Linked DNA regions of Sus scrofa: region 2 is linked to region 1. A link is a contact called in public HiChIP or PLAC-seq data. All regions are on one chromosome and are shown on one strand. The core of a region is the stretch at or near the end of the contact, and the rest is flanking DNA. Distances in the headings are between cores, read along the strand shown. Region 1 has its middle 100 kb from the start of PELI1. Region 2 overlaps PELI1 (E3 ubiquitin-protein ligase pellino homolog 1).

Region 1 (6,166 bases), core at 1,954-4,453:
TCTCCCTAGCAGAATATTGTTTCTAATTTTTCTTTTATATAGCAACTGATGTTGCCATGCAGATCTCTTGGTTGCTATGAGATGGTAACATTGCTCTGCCCTACTATTGGCCGGGGCCTCCTAAGCTGTGTGGTTCTCACGTGGGGGCTGACACTGAGCTGTTACTATGGTGAACTTTATGATTCCCTTTGATTGGTGGATTTCAGAAATAGGTCATCAGTGGAATTCATTATATTTTGTAAGTAAAAATGAAAAATAAGTATCATAACTTTTCCCTGTCACCAACATGAAGGAAATGTGACACTTAATGACATAATGAATCACTATCGGATGATTCAGGAACCTTTTGAGAACTGAAAAGTGATGATAATCCTGTGCTAAATTTTGATGGGAAATAGCTTCCTTCTTGTGTTGATTATTCAGAGTTAGGGACATCAGGCTGATCAGAGTTGGGGTGGACTGGGAAGAGGTACGTGGATTGAAGTGGAAACTTCTGGAGTTCCCGTTGTGGTGCAGTGGCTAACGAATCCGATTAGGAATCACGAGGTTGTGAGTTCAATCCCTGGCCTTGCTCAGTGGGATGGGGATCCAGTGTTGCCATGAGCTATGGTGTAGGTTGCAGACGCGGCTCGGATCCTGCGTTGCTGTGGCTCTGGCATAGGCCAGTGGCTACAACTCATATTGGACCCCTAGCCTGGGAATCTCCATATGCCGCAAGAGCGGCCCTAGAAAAGGCAAAAAAAAAAAAAAAAAAAAGAAAAAGAAAGAAAAGAAAAAAGAGAAAAAAAAAAGAAAAAGGAAACTTCCTTCTCTCTCTAGCATTAAGGTGATGCTGGGAGCCTGAGTATGGAGGGTAGGAGGGATGCGGGCTCCAGGCAGTGTTGATTAATACTGCATCTCCAGACCAAGGGCCCCTGGATGGTGCCAAGACTTGAGTCATCAGACTGTCCTCCAGAGAGGAAAGCCACTGAGTGCTCCTGGCTTTAGATGCAGGGGTCTGAGGGTCCAAGCAAAGCCTGTGCTAGCTGAATCCTCGTGTCTCCTACCCCTCTCCCCAGCATTACTCAGATGGTAGGCGTGTCCTGTAGGCTCAGGCTTCTGCTCATTTCTGCTCTCAACAAATGGGAAAAGAGGATGGAGGTTTGAGTTTTACCCTACCAATTTTGTAACCTAACTTCTTTCTCTACAAGAAAAAGGGGAAAGCTGGAAGAACCTGGGAGGAGGAGTGAATTATCTTAAGTACATCTTAACTGCCTTTCTCCAGCACCTGAATAACAGGTCCTGTTTGCAGTGGTGGGTGAAGGAATGGAGTGGGGGTGGGGATGAGGCTGTGTGGGAGCAGGAGAGTCAGGGAGCCCCCAAACAGAATAGGTGACTGGTTAGGGTGCTAGGGCTAATATCTGACATCCAGAGCAGATCATTTCTAATACCTCCTTCCTATATAACAAAATTAATTTTAGTAAAATCACACAATGAAACCAATAATCACAGCCAGAAAATTTCTCTTATGAACCTATGCATTACATCAATAAAAAAATAAAAATAAGGAGTTCCCGTCGTGGCGCAGTGGTTAACGAATCCGACTAGGAACCATGAGGTTGCGGGTTCAATCCCAGCCCTTGCTCAGTGGGTTAACGATCTGGCGTTGCCATGAGCTGTGGTGTAGGTTGCAGACGTGGCTCAGATCCCATGTTGCTGTGGCTCTGGCGTAGGCTGGTGGTTACAGCTCCGATTTGACCCCTAGCCTGGGAACCTCCACATGCCTCGGGAGCGGCCCAAAGAAATAGCAAAAAGACTAAATAAATAAATAAATAAATAAATAAAAATAAAGGTCATAATCTAAAAAAAAGGAAAAAGAGTTATGGAATAATACTTTCAATTTCATGAATGTATTTTTGAAGAAAAAGATGAAAACTTAGACTTACCTATTGATCTTTAATAGTAATGAATAGCAATTGCTATAGTTTCTGTTTTTGCAATTAACTTCTGCACATTTGTCAATGACTTTGTCAAACTCCTTTTTCTTCCCATATTCATGATGTGTTGATCCATCTTTGATCAAAGAACATTTTTCATTAATTTTAATTTCAGAAGCTCTCTTTCACCTGAAGTAACAGTTTAAATAAATAGGAAGAGTTTTCAACATAAGGATACATTTGGCAGAGATGCATAAAAATCCCATTTGACAATAAATGCCAGAAACTTTAAACACAATAAAAACTCCATGTGGTCACACAGAATGACAGAATTGAAGTAACTCAAGTTCTGTTTGTCTCTACCATCATTGTGCTATGACTGTTGATTTTGAATCAATTGTTTGAATTGAATTTGAAGGAATCTGAAGGACCAAAGAGGCTGATCACGTATGCTCAAAACAAGCTTTCTTATGCAGTTACTCTCAAAATAAATGCAGAGTTAATTCTCTGAATCAACTTTAACACAGAATATGTTTACTAAAGAAGAAGCAATAGAAAATGTGTTAAACTGCAGCTTACATTTATACTGTTAAAACTCAACAGCAATTGCAGCATTTTTTTTTTTTTTCTGGTGAGCGGTGAGCATTTTTTTACCGGCATTGTTTAGAATTGCTTGCCATGGTGATAATAGGAAGCAGACTGGATTTCTAGCTGGTTTTATTAGTTTTTAGGTCTTTTCCAGGCCAGGGACCCTTGGGTGGCCTGCCCCTGGGTGGACCACTCCTCCCGTCCCTGGCACCACACTGAGGTATAATTGCTTGTGCTGGATCCAAAGCATAATAAATGACAATAATGCATGGGGGTTGAAGGGATGATAGAGGCACAGAGAGGCTGTTGGTCAGCAAATACCTGGTACATTCTCTGATCCTGATACAATCAAGTGGATTTTTTTTTTCACTTCCTACTCTTAGAATAAAAGGGAAAAACAATCAAGCATCATTAGCTTAAATATCCTTCTTTCGCATAAAAACATTAGTGATTCCCACAGCTTTGCAGGCTACTTGTGTAGCTCTTATGTGGTCTGACATTTCTCCTCTGAACTTTTTCCCATTTTGTTCTACTCCGTGGCATTGGTTGTGACCCCTAATTTCATTTTGCACTGAACTCAGCACTGACTTTATCTTTACTAATAAAACATGTGACATGCTTTGCTGAGTCTTCAGAACTGGTTTAGTCATGAAGGCAGAGGCATTGGAGGTGTGAAGGTGCTGGAACCATTATGAGGGCTAAAATGATTGGTAAGGGAAGCAGGAAGGAAAAATAGCGGAAGTCATGACTTATCCTTCTAGGTTTGTTATGTATGACATTCCTCTTTTTTTCCCCCCTGTCACCGCATCAGACAGATATATTTAGATCCACTCTTGCATTAATAGATGGTTTTCTGGAAAGGGTGATTTAAAAGCACTGAACTTCTAACATTAGTTCTGTATACTCTTTTAGGTTAAATATTGTTTGCTCTGCACAAGCTTCTGGAAAGCAGCTATCTCTGGAGTGTAGGTACCTCTGGGAGAAGTAGCACATCAAGTCTAACACTTTAGCATAAATGAGTGCTTTCGATTGCTTTCTCTGTTAACTATTAGCAGGATGGGGATTCTGGGAAAATAAAAAGTCATGGAGACACGTCTCAACTCTGCCCGGCACAACCCTGAATGTGTATGTTTGCTTTAAGGAATTCCAATTTGCTCTCTGAGGATAAACAACAAAAAGATCCACCCTGTTGATAAGAGGTCTGAAGGAAATTCATAGCTAAAGAATAACATGTTTGGGAGTTCCCTTGTGGCTCAGTGGGTTAAAGATCCGTGTCACTCCTGTGGCTCTGTTACTGCAGTGGTGTGGGTTCAATCCCTGGCCTGGGATATTCTGCATGCCTTGGGTGTGGCCAAAAATAAATAAATACATAAAACAACAACATGTTTTAATTTAATTTTTCTCCCAAGAACCGGAATATCCTCCTAACCTACAACACAGCCCCCACTTTGCCCCCAGAGTGCCAGAGGCACCGTGCCATCATTTGTATCTCATTTTTATTCTACTCGAATATGTCTAGAGAGAGGGTCCTTTGAGATTTCTTCTTGGCTCTGCTTCAGACTCTATAATAGCAATGGATCCATGCTTCTTAATCCTGCAAGGGCAGGTGGCAGCAAGCCAAAGTGGGCTCCAAGGAGTGTGTTTGTAGGAGTGGCACTTTCAGCTTGCATTAAAAAATCAGGAGCCAGCCAGGACAAAAGCCTGGACTGACAGCATGCCCCTAAGAAGGGTGCCTGCACTAAGCTTTAAAAAAAAAAAAAAGGAAGAAAGAAAAGCATTTTATTTTCTATTGACTTGAGCTAATGTTATGGGCCAGCTTTTGTTCCTAGAAGCATTGCGTGTGTGTGCACATGTGCACATGCACATGCATACAACTACTTGATCACACAGCTGCTACCTGAAAAATCACATAGGCAAGTTATAGAGATGATGCTAGAAAGTGTTAAAAAGGCAGCTGAAAGGATGCCCACCAAGGTTATCAAGAGGAAATGGGGTAACCTTGACCTTGTTAATACTTTGTCTCCTCTTAAGGTTTAAAAATATATTTATGTCAATATATAACCCAAGAATGTTTATTAATTGCTTACTAGAGGTGGTTCTATTCATAATATGTATTTATTCTAAACACAAGTTGTTAATAGGAAGCATGAAAACTTCTCTATATGGAATGGGATTCTTTATTCAGAGTTTAGAACCACATTATATAAAGTACTACACAAATTCACACTTCCTTTCATGAGCCATCATCCTTCAGTATACATAGATATATTCCCAGGAATGTATGTATAACATATTTTCAAATAAAATCATATTTTGATTGCTCTAAGAAATGAAAATTCCTGTGGCAAAACTCTCCCTTCTGAAAAGTATGAGTTAGGAATGAGAAAGTCATTGGCCCGGTCGTTTTCCCTCTGTGGGAAGTTTTCTCATCTACAAAATTGGAGGGTGAGTGCAACAAATAGTTTCTAACACTCCTTCCTAGCTTTATCCTTCTCAGTTCCCAAACTGTTTTTAATGTCAAAAATCACCTCATAATTTGTCTATCATCTTTTTAAATCTGGGATTTTGACCCTGGGCTGCCTTAATGAAGAAGAGGTCACCTGTCTGAATTCATTATTCCTTTCTATTATGCTTTTGGGATGAAGCTGAATGGGTGATAAGTGAGGAGGTTATAAAAGCACACACAGATCAACAGGAAGACAGGGACAGGAAGAGGGGTAGCAAGACACGTCAGCATTTTCCCCCCAGACAGCTTGAAAGCAAAAGCGGAGGTCCCGTTGTTTGCTCACAGCTTTTGTACACTGACCTGTCAGCTCGGGACACCCGGCCACAGCAGAGGAGCATTTCCTGGACCCCAGCAGGCCTCGCATGCAAGCAGTTTCCCTGCAGGTGTCTGCAGGAGAGAAAAGTCTGGGAACTGTATGAATTAGAGGAAGTGAACCTTAGGCAGGACTCCCCACCCACGACGTTTACCCTGTTTGACTATTTCTTGAAATTCTCCCCATACCAAAAAATGCCTTGAAAGAGGTTTTTTTTTCCTTTTTTTTTTTTTTCCTTAGAATTTCCATTGTGTGAAATTAAAAGCCTATGCCTTGGTGATAGTAAAAATTAGGTACTTTTGTGCCATTAGTGTCTTTTTGGTGGTCTAAAGCCAGTTCTTCTGGAAAGGGCCTATTGGCCAAGAATATTTATTAACATTTTGAAGGAAACTGACAGCAAAATATGATGTGCCTCGAAACCACACAGATTACTCAATTTGTAGATATATAACCACACCATTGACAGAAAAGAATAACTTGATTTACACTTAACAGCCATTTTCTGAGCACCTCCTCTTTATCCAGCAGTGTGTGAGGAATGAAGAAATCAAACCGGAGTTCCCGTCGTGGCGCAGTGGTTAACGAATCTGACTAGGAACCATGAGGTTGCGGGTTCGATTCCTGGCCTTGCTCAGTGGGTTAACCATCCGGCGTTGCCGTGAGCTGTGGTGTAGGTTGCAGATGCGGCTCGAATCCCACGTTGCTGTGGCTCTGGTGTAGGCTGGCAGCTACAGCTCCGATTCGACCCCTAGCCTGGGAACCTCCATATGCCGCAGGAGCGGCCCAAGAAATGGCAAAAAGACAAAAAAAAAAAAAAAAAAAAAAAAAATCAAACCTTCGTTG
Region 2 (6,166 bases), core at 928-3,427, 130 kb before region 1:
GTCTTCACAAAGAAAAAGAACTTTCTATAACATGTAACTCTCTATACTATGTAATTGTCAGTTTTACCTTAACAAGGAAAACTGGGAAATCCATCTTTGTTCAAATTGCTCCCTCAACATAACATTTTCCCCCTATTACTTACATTGCACACAGCCTTTTGCTTACTACCTACTAGACACAAGTACAAAATTCCTGTCCTGAAAAATAAAAAGAAGCAAAACAAACACTAAGCAAGGGACAAAACAGATCTTAAGAAGATGTTTACATAATCTTTTGAACACTTCTATTTTGGTTGGCAAGTGAGTAGGCACAAGAGGTGATTAAAAAAAAGGAAAATGTTTTAAAACATGAAAACGTTATAATGCTTCTTTATGGTGAAAAATATAATGTGGATTGCATATATTATCTCTGATGAAACAGATTTCCATCTATGCTAGAGCTCCCTTGTGGTTGATTTCAAAAGTGTGACAAATAGAAGGAACTGTTTTGGTATATTTGTGTGAGCTCTTTTATGAAATCAATTTAGCTGATGACTGGAGGGAGGTAAATTTATAGCAGTTTCTTGATAAGAGTGAAAAATTAATCACCTTCTTCCTTCTTTCACCATCAGCAGGTTTAATAAGCAGTATTTTCTCCATAAAAGGCAAAAAGGGATAGGAGAAATAATGGTGTCATCTATTAGAGTATGAGGCGACTACTTTACTCTCTGCAGGTATCTTCTGGCTTCTTAGTAGAGCTGAAGGAAGTGAAGACCATGTTCCCCTTCTCCAGAGAGAGGGCACACACAGCCCCACCAGACAAACTCCCAACCTCCCCCTTTAGGGTGGCCAAATGACATGCTGATACTATATCAGCTACATAACATATTTTCATCCTGACGAGAATGCAATTAACATCTTTCCCAAAGACAGTATTTGTTCCTTTAAACTAGGGTTTCTCAACACTGGCACTACTGACATTTTGACAGGGATGGGGTGGCCATCTGGACACTGTAAGTTCAGCAGCATCCCTGGCCTTTATACACCATAGATGCCATAGCATCCCATGTTGAAAAATGTCTCACCTTCCCACCCCTACCCCCAACTTCCTCCCCACCCTTCACCCTAAGAACCTCTGCTCTAATCTCAAATTGAGGATGACCATTTTTTTAGTTCAGGAATTTCCCCTATTTTTGGTATAATGCTTGGTACATACAGTAAGGTATTTAATAAACATTTCCTTACCACCATAATCATACTGATGTCTTAAAAGGTTACTACCAAGCCTTATGATAAGGGAAGGCAAGGTAGCTAGTTTTAGTATTTTATTGGATTTGATAAGAGTGGCTGGGAATGAAAATGGGAGAACTATCATTTTACATTGATGGTAATTATTAATATTTTTTGCACTTGAATTATTTTAACATTGCAGCAACCTCTCTCAAGTGATGGAGGAAAGGGGCTGGAATTGGGGTGGCCAAAGAAGTAACTGTAAGGCCAGACAGTGCTGGGTAGCCTGACATTTAGAGAAAGGCTAATGTGTGGAGGCCAGATAAGGAAATATCTTTTTGACCTAGGGGGACCCATACCTAGAAAAACCAAAATCAGGCTTTGGAAAGCATGGAGCACTACTTTTAAATCCAAAGGGGTATCAATTTGAATCAGCCTGGGATTAAGGTCTCTCCTGTACTTGCACAGAACATTAATCAGTGAAGTGCTTTCACCTAAGATTATTTTATTTAACCCTCACAATAGCCTTGTGAATTAGATAGTAAAGTCTTATTAACTCCATTTTCCAGATAACAGAGGTTGTCAGTCAGAAAGGCCAATGACTGGTTCAAGACCAAAAAGATAGTATTTGGCAGAGCTAGAATTGAAACCCATATGTTAGTTAAATGTATATTAACTCATTTAATCTCAATCACAACTATAAAAGTACAATCATTTATTCCCATATTATAAATGGGAAAACTGATGCTCCTAGAAGTAGCCAGCTTTTCTGATACTACTAATCACACCCCAGACAAGATTGGGTGGGGCTGATTCCTAAATAAGAGACCCTATTATGGGACTATTCAGGAGAGGGGCTCAAAAGCAAAATAAACTCTAGACAAGTTACACTACACAGACTAGTAACAGCTATGCAAACATGACTAGGGCTTTTTGAGATTATTTGAACCTTTGTCACTTCCTCAGTGCTCACTGTATTTGTCAACCCTGTTTCCTGGTAGTGACCAACGATAAAAACATCAGTAAATGAAGTAGACTTTGCACACTTACTTTAAAAATGGAAGAGGAGAAAGGAAATCAAGGGGAAATGCAGGAAATTACACCAAGACAGATTTCTAGCACCATCAGGAAGGAAAAGGAAATAAAAAACAAAACAAAACAAAAAAAACCCCAACATGTATTATTAGAAATGAGTACAGACAGTCTAGGGACAGAAGGCTTGCATGCATTCTCAGAAAAGTGACAGACAAGAGAAAACTTCAGGGCAGTATTCCTGCCTAGGCAAGGAGGTCTAAATACAATCTTGCCACCCTACACCAAAATGATCACTTAATTTCCCACATTTAGAAAATGTATTTTAAAAGATACAACTAAGGATTCAAATATTTTTTATTATCTCTGCCCGAGCTTAGCTTATATTCAACCCATTTAGATCACCAAAGTTCTTAAAATGATAATACGCTTCTCAGAAAACAAGACCAGAAATTCCCCTAAGTTTAACCACTCAAGTTCCAAAAGAAAATTTTGCAGAAAGCAGCCAATTTGGCAGGATTAGATAGTTATTTGGAACATAAAACATCTGATAAAAGTACATTCAAGGGAAATTCTATAATTTTCTGAAGTCAGCATGCAACAATGGCAGGCAACTCATGCTTGTGCTACCCCTTTTCTCATGGTGTCCAACACTTCCTGGGTTAAGTCTCTGCGTCAAACACTTAACACGTATCAGCTGATTTAATCCCCAGAACAACTTTAGGAGGTAGGAACTATTATATTCATTGTTTAATAGAGAAGAAAAATCAAGACTACAACTCAAACTCTAGCTAGCACTCTGGAACTGCTGAAACAAATTGAGTTTAAAATTAAAAGGACACAGCGGGGGAGGGGGAGGAAAGAACTACAGTAGAAAACTAAACAACAAACAAGAAAATTCCCCAACTCTTTTCTGACTATAAGTATTGAGTGAGAGTTTATATAAATGCTATTGCCCTAATATGGGAATAAACTTCTATAATATTAACTAATCATTTAAATTTTCGTGGTAATTCAATGAATTTTAAAGCTTGGTTTAAGAGTCCCTTGCATAAAATTTAAACTTGAAAAAAATTAATGGATCTTCCCCAACTACTTTAAATGTATACCAACCTATGAAATTAAAAAATGTAATACAGAGTCCACATTCCACAGAAAGTATTGTGCAATAATTAGTTTCGACAGATATTCCCAGAAATTAGGGTTTTCTCTAGTTCTTATTTTTAATTAAAACACTGATCGAAATACATGCATTTAAAAAAGGTAAAAGGAGTTCCCATCGTAGCGCAGTGGTTAACGAATCTGACTAGGAACCATGAGGTTGCGGGTTCGGTCCCTGCCCTTGCTCAGTGGGTTAACGATCCAGCATGCCGTGAGCTGTGGTGCAGGTTGCAGACGCGGCTCGGATCCCGTGTTGCTGTGGCTCTGGTGTAGGCTGGTGGCTACGGCTCCGATTCGACCCCTAGTCTGGGAATCTCCATATGCTGCAGGAGCGGCCCAAGAAATAGCAAAAAGACAAAAAAAATAAAATAAAATAAAATTTAAAAAATTAAAAAGGTAACAACAAATAGTCTCAAAGTATCTCCCCCAAGATGTTTATTAATTATATTATTTTACTATAGTTATTAATTCTAAAGGGGAAAATAGTAACTTCTCAGTGGGAGAAACCTGACAAGACACCATCTTAACAGATCAAGGTTAATATTATCTGAAATAAAACATTGTGATATCATGTATTCTCTGATTATGATGCATCAAAGACACATCACTTCTGTGGGTTTGTTTTTTGGGTTTTTTTTTTTTTTTTGCCAAAAAATGCATAACCTTGATCTAATCAGGAGAACATATCAAAACAACCCAAATAGACAAACATTCTACAAAATAATGATCAATATTCAAAAGTGCCAAGGTCATCAAAGACAAAGACTGAGAAACTCCCCAATTGGGGGAGATTAAAGAGATGCAACAACTACATGGGATAAGGGATCAGGAATTGGATCCTTGAACAGAAAATTGACAGTGAAAAACTGGAATTTGAATACTGCCTACAGTTTAGTAATAGCATTGTATCAACATTAATTTCCTGGATATATCAATTATTAACATTAGCTGAAGCTGAGAAAAGGGTATATGTAAACTCACTGTATTACTTTTCCAATTTTTCTCTAAGGCTAAGATTACTTCAAAATAAAAAGTTAAAAAAAAAGAGACAATAATAATAGACAACAATTCTATAAATTTAATAAAATTTTAAAAATAAAAACCTTCAGTAAAAATTAATTCAAGATTCAAAGTTTGCCTCCTTTTAGCCTTCTCACCACCTACAGGTCCAAGATTTCTAGTTATACTGGTCCTGTCAAATTGCAGCATCTGGTCTCATGTTTTACTCTGATGTGAAAATGCTGATCCACAGCCTTTTTGATGAGGAAAGTTGCTACTAAACAAATGTGGCCACTCACAGACTGAGTGATATCTGAACCAATGTGATGCATCTAACACTGATCTGAATTTGGCAGAATCACGCTCTACAATTTTTTTCTTTTAAAAAAGTTACGACTGGAGTTCTCGTTGTGGCGCAGTGGTTAACAAATCTGACTAGGAACCATGAGGTTGTGGGTTCGAACCCTGGCCTTGTTCAGTGGGTTAAGGATCTGGCATTGCCATGAGCTGTGGTGTTGGTCACAGACGCGGCTCGGATCCCATGTTGCTGTGGCTGTGGTGTAGGCCGGTGGCTACAGCTCCAATTAGACCCCTAGCCTGGGAACCTCCATATGCCGCGGGAGCGGCCCTAGGAAAGACAAAAAGACAAAAAATAAATAAATAAATAAAGTTATGACATAAGGGAACTTTTGCTATTGAATGATCTAGGTGGTTTTATTAGAAAATGCTTTGTACATGGAATTATTTCATAGCTTTTGAATTAATGCTATATATTCAAACCTTTAAACAGTATTTTGAGTTCTTTCTACCTACACACAAAAATCCTGGTCTTAAAGAGTTTATAAAAGGGAATAAAAAAGGGAGCTGAGAGAAAGTTGGGAAGCAGTAGCCCTGGGTAATTTTGACACATTTCATTTAAAAAAAAATGAGGGAGTTCCCATTGTGGCTGGGCAGGTTAAGAACCCAACAGGGTGTCTGGAGGGATGCAGGTTTGATCCCTGGCCTTGCTCAGCAGGTTAAGGATCTGGCATTGCTGAAGCTCAGATCTGGCACTGCTGTGGCATAGGCCTGCAGCTGCAGCTCCCATCTGACCCCTAGCCTTGGGAACTTCCATATGCTGCACATGTGGCCATAAAAAGAAGAAAAAAAAAATCCTGAAAAGCCTGAAAGTCAAATACTTTCCTGAATTATTCACTAATTATTTCATTATGATAGTGTTTCCTTCAAACTAGAAGAGACACTTATGAAGGACTAAGCTATGACTGCCTAGGGCCAACCCTGAGAACTCTGGCCCATGACAGTCATGAGGCTCCCTCATGAATTCTCAAATCTACAAACCAGTTCTGTAGCAAACGATCTTCTTTGCTACAAAATGGGGACAATGTTTTCCACACTTCATGGGATTTTGTCACCAGAACTGAATGAGAACAACAAAGCTTCACTGAGATTTGTATGTTGGACCATCTGCTTGGTTCACTCACTAAATATAAGTCATAGAATTTTTTTTTTTTTCTTTTTCTTTTTTGGCTGCCCCATGGCATATGGAGTTCCTGGGCCAGAGATCAGATCCAAGCCTCAGTTGTGACCTATGCCAGAGCTGCGGCAATATCGGATCCTCTAATTCACTACACGTGTGCCCAGCTGGGGATCGAACCTGCTTCCTGGTGCTGCAGAGATGCCACCAAACCTTTTGCATCACAGCTGGAACTCCAGTCATGGGATTTTGAGTCTCTTAAAATTATTAGAACTTAAAATTATTAGAATT

The links. HiChIP or PLAC-seq counts read pairs in DNA pulled down with a chosen protein or histone mark.
Region 2: a contact with region 1 is called in an H3K27ac HiChIP or PLAC-seq map of alveolar macrophages. The contact joins two enhancer-like sites. A contact is called at or near these places in 2 of 47 Hi-C or Micro-C datasets (embryonic fibroblasts and epiblast stem cells) and 1 of 2 datasets of contacts at active chromatin or transcription factors (alveolar macrophages).

What each region holds. Positions count from the first base shown.
Region 1 is chr3:77,637,273-77,643,438 of Sscrofa11.1, reverse strand. No RefSeq gene overlaps it. Among named protein-coding and RNA genes, the nearest start is that of PELI1, 100 kb to the left of the region's middle. Within about 2 kb of position 3,203, at least 4 of the 83 cell types and tissues checked have an H3K27ac peak or open chromatin away from gene starts, as enhancers often do. A contact at or near this core is called in alveolar macrophages, where this site is marked.
Region 2 is chr3:77,770,747-77,776,912 of Sscrofa11.1, reverse strand. All of the region lies in intron 1 of PELI1 (E3 ubiquitin-protein ligase pellino homolog 1), which reads right to left. Among named protein-coding and RNA genes, the nearest start is that of PELI1, 33 kb to the right of the region's middle. Within about 2 kb of position 2,177, at least 9 of the 83 cell types and tissues checked have an H3K27ac peak or open chromatin away from gene starts, as enhancers often do. A contact at or near this core is called in alveolar macrophages, where this site is marked.